Linked DNA regions of Mus musculus: regions 1 and 2 are each linked to region 3. The links are chromatin contacts, called in public Hi-C and HiCAR-type maps. All regions are on one chromosome and are shown on one strand. The core of a region is the stretch at or near the end of the contact, and the rest is flanking DNA. Distances in the headings are between cores, read along the strand shown.

Region 1 (4,011 bases), core at 647-3,146, 150 kb after region 3:
AAAAAATTATAAAGGGAAATCCAGCTGTGTGGATTAATAGACAAGGTGATCACACAGCTCCTAGGAGTTGTGGGTACTGAGGAATCTCAGCAGATGTGGAAGGTGCTCCGATACTAGGGCAGTGGGGTGTGTCTGTATTGATTTAGAAATAGTTGCTAAAGTCTGACGGTCAGTGTGTGTATGTGGCACAGATTTGATCAAGAAGGAAATCTTTGTCACTTTGAAAACAATGTTCTAGGAAGAAGCTGATGAGTGCTGAAGACAAACTGTCTCCATGGATACACTAGGAGCCTTGGCACAGGGCGTCACGCCAAGAGGCTGAAGACTGAGAAGACATAGGAGAACTGGGGCCTGGGTTCTTTGCCGACACATGAGAGTCCTCCTCCTCCTCTTCCTCCTCCTCCTCCTCATCTTTCTTCTTCTCATCCTCCTCCTAAAAATATATTGTTTGAAGATTTAATATATGAATATAATGTATCTTGAACAAATCCACCCCATACTCCTTTCTCTTCAGCTTTCTGTTTCAACTTCATGTACTATTTTGTAAAACCCACCGACCAGGTCCATTTAATGCTAGGAGAATATGCATGGGTATAGGGGCTGTATCCAAAGAGAACTGACCTCAGACCTTCATGCTATTCTTGCAGGTCCCTGGCTCATCTTTAAGAACCTCTTTTGGGTGAGGACTTCCTTTTTTATTGGATATTTTATTTATTTACATTCCAAATGTTATCCCCTTTCCCTGTTTTCCCTTCAGAAACCCCCTATCCCATTCTCCCTCTCCCTGCTTCTATGAGGATTCTCACCCATCTCCCCACCCACTCCTGTCTCCTCCCTGGCATTCTCCAAAGGGCATCGACCTTTCACAGGACCAAGGGCCGCTCCTCCCGTTGATGTCTGACAAAGTCATCCTCTGCTACATATGTGGCTGGAGCCATGTGGACTCTTTGGTTGGTGGTTTAGTCCCTGGAAGCTCTAGGGGGTGAAGACTCCCTAATTCCACTGGTGATGAGGAGTGTAAGAGAGAGGCCCTAGTTGTTCTGTGTCCCATTCTTTACTGAAAATCCCTGATGTGGATTTCTTTGTAGCTAGATTCTAGAAAGAGTTTCTATCAGCTTCTAAACTATAAGCAATCTGTTTTCTGTCTAAATGTCAAAATTGTAACCTCTGACAGTGAGATTAAAAAGGAAAGAAAAAGAAACATTATTTCTTTAGCCTGGAAAAGCACACTGCTTAGGAAGAGTACAGATCCTGTGCTGTTCACACGTTCCTATAAATTCATATAAAACTTTATCTTGCAGGTGTCATGTGATATCCTGTTCCCTAAGATGCCAATGTCTGATTGGCTTATGTACACCTAAGCAACTTCAGTCTGAACTTGCCTGTGATAAACTTCTCTTGTAATAAGAAGATAGACTTACATACCTAGAGTACCCTATATAGGCATGTAATTTTACCAAGAGTGAGTGGGGTTTTGGGTGTAGGGAGGTGGTGTGGAGGGGTACATCGTGTAAAACCCACATTTACTGGGAAAACAGGAGTATCTTAGGTTGTTTTAAGATCAAACGTTCTAGCTGTGCATCTGGAGGAGAGCTGCTTTGGGAAAGGTTATTTTGGGAAAAGAGGCAGCATGAGTCAGCTGATCTGGAATTTCTGCATTCAGGAGATGGAGGGGGAGAGAAGAAGGGAGGGAAGGGGAGAAGAAGGGAGAGAGGAAGGGAAGGAGGGAGGGAGGGAAGGAGGGAGAGAGAGAGAGAGAGAGAGAGAGAGAGAGAGAGAGAGAGAGAGAGAGAGAGAGAGAGAGAGAGAGAGAGAGATCTCCTTGGCATGGGACTATTTCTGCAAGATGACTGAAGCCCCAGCAGAGGGAAGTCCACACACCGGGAACAGACTGAACCTATGTTTGATGCTGGATCCTGCTGGTGCTGCTGGGCCAGGTGGTATTATTCATTTAGTGCTGTTTTGCACTTTGCAGGAAAAGCACAGCAGGCTTATAACACTTGAGTTTTTAAACATTCAGAAGGCTGTGATGCTATAAATGAGCTTCCCATGTCAGAGATTAAATCAACCAAGATTCCTGCCATGCCAACTTTATTTCTGAAACAACGTGTTTGTAACAGAAATCAAAATACATGCTACTCCTTTCATTCTGACAGGCTAACACAAGCCTTGAGAAGCACACTGCTTAGATACTGAGAGGACATGGAACAGGAGTAGCCCTCTGTGTGGCTTGTTTGCTGGAGAGGCTGCGGACATCCCTGACTTTATCTGGAAGGTTTTCACCTGGACTTGGGCACCAGGTCTTTCTGAGCTACGTATGACTGGGCCTGCATTGGATCCTAGCTCTTGTGCTTTGGAGTATATGTCTTTAAGATGAGTGGTCACAGGTTAACAAACGGTTATGTAGTCGAACATCTATTCCTCCTCTTTTCAGTAAGAGCACCCAAGCTTTCCACCCACTTCTAGTGTGTCAGTCTCCATAGGTCTATGTGAGTAACTGGGTCCGCTGATACTGGAGGTGAGAACAGGCCCAGCCAATCAGAGTCTGTTTCTTTCCTTTGCTATGATACTTGGTTTCAGGTGAGCCAGGCCAGGAAGGGCAAGAACTCTATTTTGGACATTGCTGCATCTATTGGGAAAGAGGAAATCTTGTTTCTTTTTGCTCTAAGCTGATGAGCTTCATGGTTGGCCACCGACTATCTGAGATGGAAGCCAATCACAACAAAGCAGAAAGGAGATACGGAGACATTGTGGGAGCACCTGGTAGAACACTCCTGGGCCTGTTTCCATGGACACGTTTCCTTCTTCCTCGTCTAGAGTAAGCTCTCAGTGTGCCATTTAAAACTGAAGTTGCCCTGCCTCTCTCACACCATCCAGGTGCTTCATTCAGGCAAACTGCTCGGTGACAAAATGTGTTGATGAGTTTATCAACTGGTACTTAGGCTAGTCTTGCTCTAACTTACTGAGACTGACCAGTAAGGCAGCCCAGAACTGAGTAGGACCTAGAGTGAAGCATAGCTATTCAGGACAGACCATTCCCCGGAAAAGTTCTGTGTGGATGCCACAAGTAAGCACCAAGAGTTTCAGCAGCTGGCACCCATGCTGTCTTGGTGGAAGAAGATTTAGAACTCTGTCTCTCAGAAGACACAGTCTCCAAATGGGTGCCCTTATCCTTGGAGGGGTGCCAGCAAGGACTTAGGAGGACCGTTCCCTTTTCTCCTAGAGAGAATCTACATGACCTTCCACACAAAGTTGTCCATGTTAGTCTGAGAGGGCCACAGAATCACTGATACTCGACTACAGCCCCCTGGATGTTCCAGATCAAACACTAAAGGTTTCAACAGGGGATTTCTGGTTTGTATTTCAAAAGACACCCCCCCAACACACACACACACCTTGTGAATGACACATATTTGCTGGTTAAAATTTCTAAGGACTTAGCATGTACCAGAGCCTGTACTTAATAAATATTACATTATATTTTTACAATAACCCTCTGGGGGTAGATGTTGTTGTTATTGTAACTGCAAATAAATAGTTCCAAAAGTTGAAAAATTATCTAGCTTGGTCAAGGTCGTATGGTGTTTTCACTTAAGCCTAGGAGACAGAAGAGGCCGTGTTCTGAACCAATCCTGTCACTCTGCATAAGTGACTCCATTAATGGGTCACAACAGTCATCAGCCCGTGCTTGGCATGCGCATATCCTGCTTCAGTACACCGTGACTCACTCTAATCCTGTGTCTTCCTGGAGAGACTATGAGGTTAGATTGGACTCATTTCCAAATTTAGTGAGTCTTTAGTTTATCCAAGATTTTTCTCTGTATGGGGAGCATAGTTAATATATTCATTTTTCCATTTTTTCCTAAATTGTAGAGAATTAAAAAATGAAAAGTCATCCCTGTAAGGATTTAATGTAACAAGAGAAAGTGGTGAGTGGGTAAGGCTTAAAACCTCCCCCCAATGGGGGCTGGAGAGATGGCTAAGTGGTTAAGAGCACTGACTGCTCTTCAG
Region 2 (4,552 bases), core at 591-3,090, 140 kb after region 3:
ATGACTCCAGATTCTGCATAAGAATCAGAGACCAGATCAACGCATGAGTGAACATTGGGGTCGGTTCTCTCTTTCATGGAAACAGAGGCCAAGCTGCATCATTAGGTGGAAGGGTAGGTGGCTGAGGGAGAAAAGGTACCAGGCTTAAGGACCAATAGGTGACAATAAAGGTTATAATTGAGTTTGTGACATGTCCAAGCACAAAAGAGACATTATGATAATTAAACAGTGAAATAAACCTGGATGATTGCAGGTAATTTGTAAGGAATGGCCATCCAATTTAAGGGTCAAGTGGGGAATGATTTAATATTAAAGAGAGCACCTCTTTGGTGGTATATGCTCTAGACTCTCTCTAGAAAGACTTAAGATGTGGAAGTTTTAAGTCACCTTTTCACTGGGGCTTCTCACTCTTTATTTAAGGGATTGAAGTAAATGAGAGGACTCCCCACTCCATCTCCCACCCCCACCCCAACCCCAGCCATTTCACCCAGAGCAGGAAGTTTCTTTCAAATAATCCTCACAAGAGGACATCTTGGAAGATCTCCAAGTGCTCTGACCGCCTTAGCTCTGGCGAGCATCAGGACGAACGTTTGCTCAGATCTCTTGTCCTTACGGTTCCCTGTTCTTATTTTATCCTCAGGATGAATCAGATATTCATAGATGACTCAACACAGGCGCTTTGGAAAAGATTCGCAGTCAGCCTTCTCCTTTACCGTCAGGACACCAGAGTCCAAAGGCTTGGTATCCAGGGTATCCAGGCTTCCATAGCCAGCCACACCTGCTGGAATCTTAAGCAGGAAATTAAAAAAAAATTCAACAAAAATAAAGTACCCAAAATTTGCAGTGAGTGATAATTGTAGAAAATATAGCAAAAGCAAGCAAGGGATCTCTTATGTGTATATAGCTAATATAATGATTCAGGTACATGATGCATTCATATATATGCATATGTACAAATCTGCCTGTGCGTGCTTCTTCCTTCTAGCTCAAGCACACCTTTGAATCTGCCATCAAACTCCTTTATCTTCTGTTTGCCATTTGTTCTAGCCCTTCTGCTGTCCTTCTACTCTGGTATAGAAGCTGAAGGACCTGATTCCTAAGTTGATGTGTCTGGTACCGTGTGTCCCATTGAAGCAGTATGCAGTCAGAAAAGACGTTTGTCTTCGAGGTGAACGGAAGGAATGTGGGACACAGATACTAAGTAAGACCCAGATTTCTGACTGGTCAGCAAGGACGTACACACAGCCAGCAGGCAAGAATGGAAACCTGCAACCAACAGCTCTTAGAAGCGCAAGAACTGAGCAACAGGAAGCCTTTGGAGAGGTGGTCTACTGTTACGGAAGATGTCGTGGAAGGCCAGTGCCCTCAGGCCTGCATATGGCTGTCCTTTAGCTTGCACACGATGTTGCCTTCAGATGTCTCACACCTCCACTTTTAAATGTTCATAAAAATGTTTTAGAGCTGATCAATCATGCCTCAAAAGAACCCTGAATTTGTTTAGAAGCAAAATGTAAAACATATTAAATGCAAGAGCCCTGAAGTTCCAGAAGGTGCCCTGTGTCTCTAAAACATAATTCATGTGCCAAGTAAAAAGTACCGTTTGAGAAGTGTCATATAGGGATGCTAAAAAGGCAGCCTGGTCCAAAGCCCATTGTTTTCTAAAGATCTTAAAGTTCCTTTTCAAAAAAAATGATGGAGAATCACCTTCTTTTGTCTTATTGGTAGCCACTTGGGCAGAAGCGTGCCCTGGCCCTTGGAATGGAGGAGAGCTGTGTTTTCTTATGCAAATAGACAGTGCCTCCATCAGCCAATTGCGGGCATCTCATTTGCATAATGACTGGCCTCCTTAAAGCTGGGCAGTTAAACCAGATAGTTTTTGAATTTCTTTTGTGGAATGGCTGCCTCTGTACTTAATGCTGCGAACTGAGGGGAGGTGAGGGAGGGTAGTGACTAAGCAGTCTCTTTAAATACTGCCTCTGTAATCATCTGTGGAATTAAGCTGCAGAAGTGCACTGACTCATTAGAAATGGAATTATGAGAATTTTTATTAACGGCAGCTCCAGACTCAACACAAAATACTCACTAGAGTCATTGTTGTTAGGAAAGGGCATTCTTTTTTTTTTTTTTTTTTTTTTTAAGAAAATAAATATGTATTCACTGTCTGCTTTGGACATATGTGAGGGAGACAAAGCAAGACAAAAGACCAGCTTTTATTTTTAAGGAGGAAAAACAAAATTTTGAAATGTAATTCTGCTCTGACTTCGGAGGGAATTCCGATGCCAGGCATTTTGTGTGTAAAGGGATTATATGTCACCTATGTGAAATGAAGCACGAAACCAACCAAAGAGCTATGAATGTCCTAAGTGCAGAAAATAATATATAATTTATGATACTTTAAATCTCATTAAAAACACTAGCTTTTGGAGCTTCCTAGCAACCAAGCCTCAGGAGTCCCTCTGTAAAGAGGTTGGCTCTCCCTAAGCTCCAGGTCCAAAGCTGTAATAAATGAAGCCCATATGGTGAGAACACGCCGGTTCCCCGTGTGAAAACCATTTGCTCGGGTGTTCTCGATAGCCTCACATGATAGCTTATAATTTGCTAATCCAATATAATAAACATGAAAGCACTTTGTTAAACTAATGTTCAGGGTCTGAATTAAGCCAGTCAAGGCCAGAGAGTTAGAGAAAACATTCAGAGATCCCTAATTGCTGCCTTGACTCTGGAGGGAGCAGAGTGAGTTCCAGCAACAGGGACTGGGGAAGATACCTGCATCTGCCTGTCACTTCACATTCATAACAACCGTGATAGTCAGCAGAGAGTGTTTTTCTGTGCCCATTTGTCAGATGAACATACTGAGGTTCAGGAAGAGAAGTGGCTGCTGTGGAACTTAGTCTGGGTTGGGCGAGGGGTCCTGAAGAACTTCCTTTGTGTCTTGTGCTAATCCCTAATAAGGTTTCTAACATCACTTAAGCACACGGTCAACCGGTCAACCTGACCAATCAAGCAGGGAAGGATATTTGTAGCAGAGTATTTGTTCAGTGTATGCAAGGCTCTGATCTTCATCATTATTGCAACAACAACAATTACAGAAAAGGCCAAGTCAGCAAGTTTTTCTAATAAGCAAAAAATAAACTTTTAAGGCAAAGATACTTTGGGGGTATCTTCTTTACAGTTTTTTTTAATAGTAAAATGACCTTTGTCACTATGAAGCTGACTGTAGCTGCTCTCTTTGTATGCCTTTGCTGTAAGTAAATGTGAATAATCTAGGTTAAATTTAGAAAAACTTAGTGGTCTATAGAAGACTCAATGTCTTCCCACCTTGATTTTTTTTAACAAGCAGAGAAATAAAAACGAGGTTTATTCATCCGGTACAGTAGAGAAAGAAGCTGCCACAGCCAGCGACGCAGGTCTGTGTCTTCCAGGTCAGTAGGCAGGAGGAAGAGGATCTAAGCAGCATCAGTTTATACTTTAGAGGAGAAGTACAATCTTTTCTTTAAAAAGATTTATTTATTTCATGTATATGAGTACACTGTAGCTGTCTTCAGACACACCAGAAGAGGGCATCAGATCCCATTACAGATGGCTGTGAGTCACCATGTGGTTGCTGGGATTTGAACTCAGGACCTGTAGGAGAGCAGTCAATGCTCTTAACCACTGAGCTATTTCTCCAACCTAAAAAGTATGATCTTAAATGGGCTTTCACTTCAGTGTCAGAAGGAATTTTTAAGGTGAGTGAGATTGTAGGCCAGAGCTACAAAATGAAATAGAAACTCAATGAGGGAGAAGCTAACATCTGAACATGTTGAGTTAGCTTCTAGGTTTCTTGCTGGCATAGTTCTGATGGGGCTCAGGATATCTCAGGAAAGTGTGTGTGTGTGTGTGTGTGTGTGTGTGTGTGTGTGTGTGTGTGTGTGCATATGTGTGCATACATGCACATGTAACCTTTTCTCTTTTTATAAAGCCATCAGAGTTCAATCAATGGAGTCACCCATTCCACCCTAATGACATTATCTAATCCACCCTAATGACATTATCCCAATCACTTTCCAAAGGCTTCACCTATAAATACTGTACTTAGATAAAATCCCCACCCTCTTAACATTTCACTGGGAGATTAACTTTCGACACATGAAGTCTTGGGGGACATAAAGCCATATCCCAGCACAGTGCAGTGTGGAGGAGAGCGGACCTGAGGAGGGGGGAGCGGCTACTCGAGTCTGGGGCTGGTGTACAGAAGGCAGCTGATCATGTTGGACCTCCATTACTTGAGCTGCTGTTTCTCTTCTTCTCCCTTGCTGCACCAGTGCTCACGCCTTGGTTATTGTTCTACCTTTATTTGGCTTCAGTGTGATGAACAGGTTACCCTGTTTCTCCAGAGCCGTGAACTTGTTACCCGTCCTCACACAAGAACTGGGGGTGTTGGCTCACACTCCGATGGGAGATCAGCCAGAAGTAGTCATCTTCAGTGTCTGTGATTAAGGTGGGACATGCATCAAGAGAACAGCCCATGAGCTTCGGTATGCTCTGTCTTTCAGCCTAGGATGCTGTGCAT
Region 3 (4,440 bases), core at 1,658-4,157:
AAGACTATTGTCTCTAGGGAAACGTGAGAAAGAAAACAACCGTTATTAACTTACTCATGACTGTACAGTTAAAATGTTTATTGATCTGATAAAACAAAAATGGTTTTATTGAGAAGAGTGTGTGTGAATAAGAGTATTCATGAAGCTAAGGGATGGAAGAGAAGTTTAGTTATCACCGGAAGTGGAGGAGGGCAACAATGCGGTATAAAAGGCAAGACTGGGAACTTCATAACACGTATGCTGTTCATGGTTACTGGGGTGATGGACATGGGGGCAAAGGGTGACAGGTGCTGAGTGTCATGTAATCTTCTATGACTCCTTGACTCTTTAAATATATGCCTTTATATATTTGATAATCATAAAATTAAAGATAGCTTTGTAGAGTATCTGTTGTGTCATGAGGACCTCACAATAAGTTTTTATCATTATTTTTCTTATTCCTAGTGTGCTGAAATGGGCCAGGTGTGAAAGGGAGAATTTTCTTTAAACTTTTGAATTTAAATACTTTAAAATTTTTCTTTAAAAACCATCATCATCACCACCACCACCACCATCATCATCATCGTGATGGACATCCAGGTGCTACAGCCTGAGTATGGAGGTCAGGAGGAAACAACGTTCAAGAGTTGCTTTCCTCTCCATCCTCTATGGGATCCTGCCATCAAATTTAGGTTGTCAGGCTTTAGTGGTATCTTACGGGCCCAGGAGAACGTTTCTGGATGTAAAACAACTCAAGCTGTTAGCTCAAACCCATTTTCTGTATGATGATCTGACTGTTGAACTTCAGTGCAGAGGTGGAGGCCTATGCCCTCTTTAGAATTTAGGAGGATGAAGCCAAGTCTTCTACAACAGATGTCCTCAGTGTGTTTGGGATGCCACACTTCATTTCTTATGACTCTGTTTACCCTTCATACCACTGTGTCAGAACAGCCCAAGAGCGGAGTCATGTGAGAAATCTGACTGCTAGTGAGAAAACTCCAGCAAAACAAGACGAGAGTCTTGTGACCTCGGTTTCTTCAAAACACAAAATTGTTCTTGAAATGTGTTTTTGTGCTCTTCCCAGGTGCAGTGGATAGGAGTGAAGTTACCTCATGTGCTGTCACTCATGTTCCTCAGGGGAAAACATGCTTTTGCCATGTGAGGCATTGTCCTTGTGATTGGACACTTCACTCAGGTGACTCTTCTTAACCCTCAGCATATAAATTGTCCGATGCTCTGAATAAAGTTGAATAGTTGAATCTTGGATGCGACTTTATTTTGCTTCATTTTTAGGTCCTGCTCTCCCAGGTTCATGACACCAGCTAGGTGGGTAAACGGCATTGATGCTGTGGTTATCTTCACTGGGAGGTTGGGGAAGGGTCTTGGAAGGGTTAACATTGTTCCCCATCACACAGTAAGGGAGAAGTAAGACTGGGAGTGGAGCCCAGCTTTGAAAGCCTAAGGCCATGCTAGCTCCTCTGCTCCTCCCTCCTCCTCTCCACCCCCAGCAGCAGAGAGTTCACAGGCACAATCCGGAATGACAGCCTCACAATGGAATCATGCAGAAAGTCCGGATGTGTGGAGGACTGGCAGGGTCCAGCTACATCTGTGTGTTCCTGCCAGTGAACAGACCCTTGGGCTGGTGCCCTGGTTACAGACCAGGGGGCTGTCCTTTTGTTCTTGGGTCTGCAGAGCCTCTACTCTCAACAGTTTAGCACCATAGAGCCAACACACTATTGTTTAATCTCACGGATCTCTCCTGACAGGACAATTTGTTCTCTCTTCACCCTGGAGAGATGGGTGAAGGCTAAATGTAAACAGAATCTTCGTCCTACTCAAAACAAAGTCAGAGCTTTGACTTTGAGCTAAAGATGTCACAGGCCACGGAAGGAAGTAAGACTCTGAAAACCACTGAGATTTCTGCCTTACCTTTGTACAGCTGGCCATACTTTTTTCTTTTTTTTTTTAACTTCACTTCTGTCCAGGTGATTTGGAGCCTACAATGACTGGGAGATTTAGGGGTCCCTGGTGCTACACAAATCTAGATGTCTATTGCATTTATGTTTTGTGTATATTGTATGTTGTTACTGTTTATTTGTCTGAGATAAGAGTCCTGCTACGCAGTCCAAGTTGGGCCCCAGACTCACAATCCTCCTGCCTCAGCATCCTTTCCAGCTTCCTTCTGAGCTTCTATGCGTGTAGCACTCTACCTGCATTTTAAAGGCATATTATAGAAATCGTGGCATGTGCACCAGTCAGGATAAACTTGGAAAGGAGATGGTACCTTGATAAAGGTTGTCAGTGTGCATTTTTGCTGTCTGAACTTGTTTTGTTTTAACCAAGGTGGGTGTAGCAGGAAGGGAACTCTGGGAGAATGGTGAAGTACTTCAAGCCAGCAACAGTGAGGAGCTCTAACCACCATATGCTTAAAGGGCACCAGACCTTCAAGAGAAAGTTATATAGAACAGCTGTCTGGAGTTGCTGAGATTATGGGCAGTGGTGGTGGCAGGGGAAAGGGGAGACAGTACCTTCCAAATGTACTGGAAGGATGGAGCCTGGGAATAAACATTTTCCTATACCTCCTCCTCCATCACCAGCCAGTGCCTCCCCTTGGGTAAACCTGACTAGAGGGCAGAAGGCCAAGGGATACATAATAAAGTCCTATAGGTTGGCTCCCCTGGACAAGGAAGAGGGTGGAGACAGATGGAGGGTAGGTTTGGTGAAGCCAGAAAGAGACACTTAAATTCGGGTTCACCTGTGGCTCCAACTTGTCTGTTCTGGTGTAGGCCCTCTGTCCTGCTTCCTTTGTATGCCTTTGTCACCTTTAGATCCAGTCCTGCAAACGGTGCCAGCTCTTCTCAAGGATATGAGCACTCTCAGCGAGTATATTTTTATTGTGAAGACATCTGCACCTTCTTGCCAGCCAAAAACAACATATGGAAGCGTTTCCCACATTTTCACCAGGGGGCACTCACTCCTTTCCCATGGATAGCTAGAAAGGCTTTTTTTTTTTTTTTTTTTTTTTTGCAAGTATTTGCTAGCCAAAATAGAATCCTTTTCTGTGGGCACAGCGACTGTTGGAACAGCTCTGTCCTAAAGTGATTTCTATGTAGCTAAACACTGTTTCTGTTTGAAAGACGACTGGACCCTGGGACGATTTCTTGGTAAATGTTTAGGGCCCAGCTTGCACACTGCCGGGAAAGTGTTTGGGTCTAAATGCTGTCTTATTCTGCCATTAAAATGAACAAAGCCAGAAAGACTTTGAAAAGATAATCGGCATGCCTAATTTGTAGGTGCTTAAAAAAAAAAAAAAAGCAAAAAAACCTAGCTGAAGGCCAACCAATCAAAGCTGGTTTTGAAAAACCTCTCTGTAGGGATTGTCTTGTACCCATCCCCATGATTCATCCTCATGGATAAGTAGAGGGTCCTGGGGGAAAGGTGTTTTCTCAAGTATAAATTCTTCCAAATGGAAAGACATTTGTTTGCTATCATATCAATCTATTAGCTGTGAGAGTGACACATGCTTTGTCAAAGGATCCGTGCAGTCAGCCAAGCAATATAGCTATGTACGAGGAACGGGCAGAGGGAAGGGGGAGGAGGGGCTTGCTTCTGTTAAAAATGAATCATGGATGAGACCGGGTAAAGACAAATATGGATCTCTGATCCCTTTTAAACGAGCATTGTCTTATACCTGCAGGGAAATACAAAGACTTATTCAAATGTACAGAGTGGAGAATGGTGGGAAAATTGGTTTCTCTTATCCTATTGGAGGCTTGGCATGGAAGGTATTTGATCTGTCAAAGAGTCAACCAGTCAGTCAGTCATCAAAGGGTAGATTAAAACTGGCTTGTGCCCATGAGCGGAGTTTGTCCTTAAGTCTGGAGTCTGTATGGTATGATGGAGAAGAACAAAAGTTTTGGCATAAAGTCAATCTGGATTCAAATCTTGGCTCTGTCACTTATCTACAATCTCGGGGAAATTCAGTTAACCTCTTGAGCCTTTCTGACATATAAATGGGGGAAATTATATGATCTACTTAATGGACTCAGGGAAGATTAAGGCAGGAACCCAAGCAAAGTTTCTGTTGCATAACAATGAGTAGTGGTAGGTATCATCATGATCTTAATAACAAATCAACCCCATTCCGAGTACTTACTGTCGTTCTATAACAAGGAAACAATCACATGGGTCGAAGTAATTTATTACTTGGCTTTTTTCCCCCTTCAATTAACTTTAGTAGCCAACTATGGTACTGCTAATTAGTTATTTAAAAAACAACAGCTGTTTGAGTGAGTTTACTGTCATAAAAACACAGGATCTTAGAGCTAGGGAGACTAACAGATTCATTTCATCCAAACCTCTTTTAACATGAAGGGAATCCTTTAAAAAAAATCTTTAAAATAAAGCCAACCTATCTGCATAGCCATAAATAGAAAGTGTGGCCAAGACCCACAGTACCTT

Evidence for each region. A called contact is a pair of places that touch in the nucleus more often than the background predicts. HiCAR-type assays count read pairs that join an accessible place to other places.
Region 1: a contact with region 3 is called in a HiCAR-type map of PVALB interneurons, with 3 times the contacts expected there. The contact joins two enhancer-like sites. A contact is called at or near these places in 4 of 484 Hi-C or Micro-C datasets (cerebral cortex, stem cell-derived neural progenitor cells, stem cell-derived neurons and 1 more) and 5 of 115 datasets of contacts at active chromatin or transcription factors (PVALB interneurons, astrocytes, differentiating embryonic stem cells and 2 more).
Region 2: a Hi-C map of forebrain shows a contact between it and region 3, with 3 times the contacts expected there. The contact joins two enhancer-like sites. A contact is called at or near these places in 5 of 484 Hi-C or Micro-C datasets (cerebral cortex, cortical neurons, forebrain and 2 more) and 3 of 115 datasets of contacts at active chromatin or transcription factors (astrocytes, embryonic basal ganglia and embryonic stem cells).

Annotation. Positions count from the first base shown.
Region 1 is chr8:90,501,011-90,505,021 of GRCm38.p6, reverse strand. No RefSeq gene overlaps it. Among named protein-coding and RNA genes, the nearest start is that of Gm35797, 12 kb to the right of the region's middle. Within about 2 kb of position 1,896, at least 18 of the 459 cell types and tissues checked have an H3K27ac peak or open chromatin away from gene starts, as enhancers often do. A contact at or near this core is called in PVALB interneurons, where this site is marked.
Region 2 is chr8:90,517,694-90,522,245 of GRCm38.p6, reverse strand. Gm39220 (a long non-coding RNA gene) reads left to right here. Exons shown (of 3, transcript XR_879076.1): 3 at 1,048-1,423. Among named protein-coding and RNA genes, the nearest start is that of Gm39220, 16 kb to the left of the region's middle. Within about 2 kb of position 1,840, at least 36 of the 459 cell types and tissues checked have an H3K27ac peak or open chromatin away from gene starts, as enhancers often do. A contact at or near this core is called in forebrain and neural progenitor cells, where this site is marked.
Region 3 is chr8:90,656,393-90,660,832 of GRCm38.p6, reverse strand. No RefSeq gene overlaps it. Among named protein-coding and RNA genes, the nearest start is that of Gm35850, 82 kb to the left of the region's middle. Within about 2 kb of position 2,907, at least 20 of the 459 cell types and tissues checked have an H3K27ac peak or open chromatin away from gene starts, as enhancers often do. A contact at or near this core is called in PVALB interneurons, forebrain and neural progenitor cells, where this site is marked.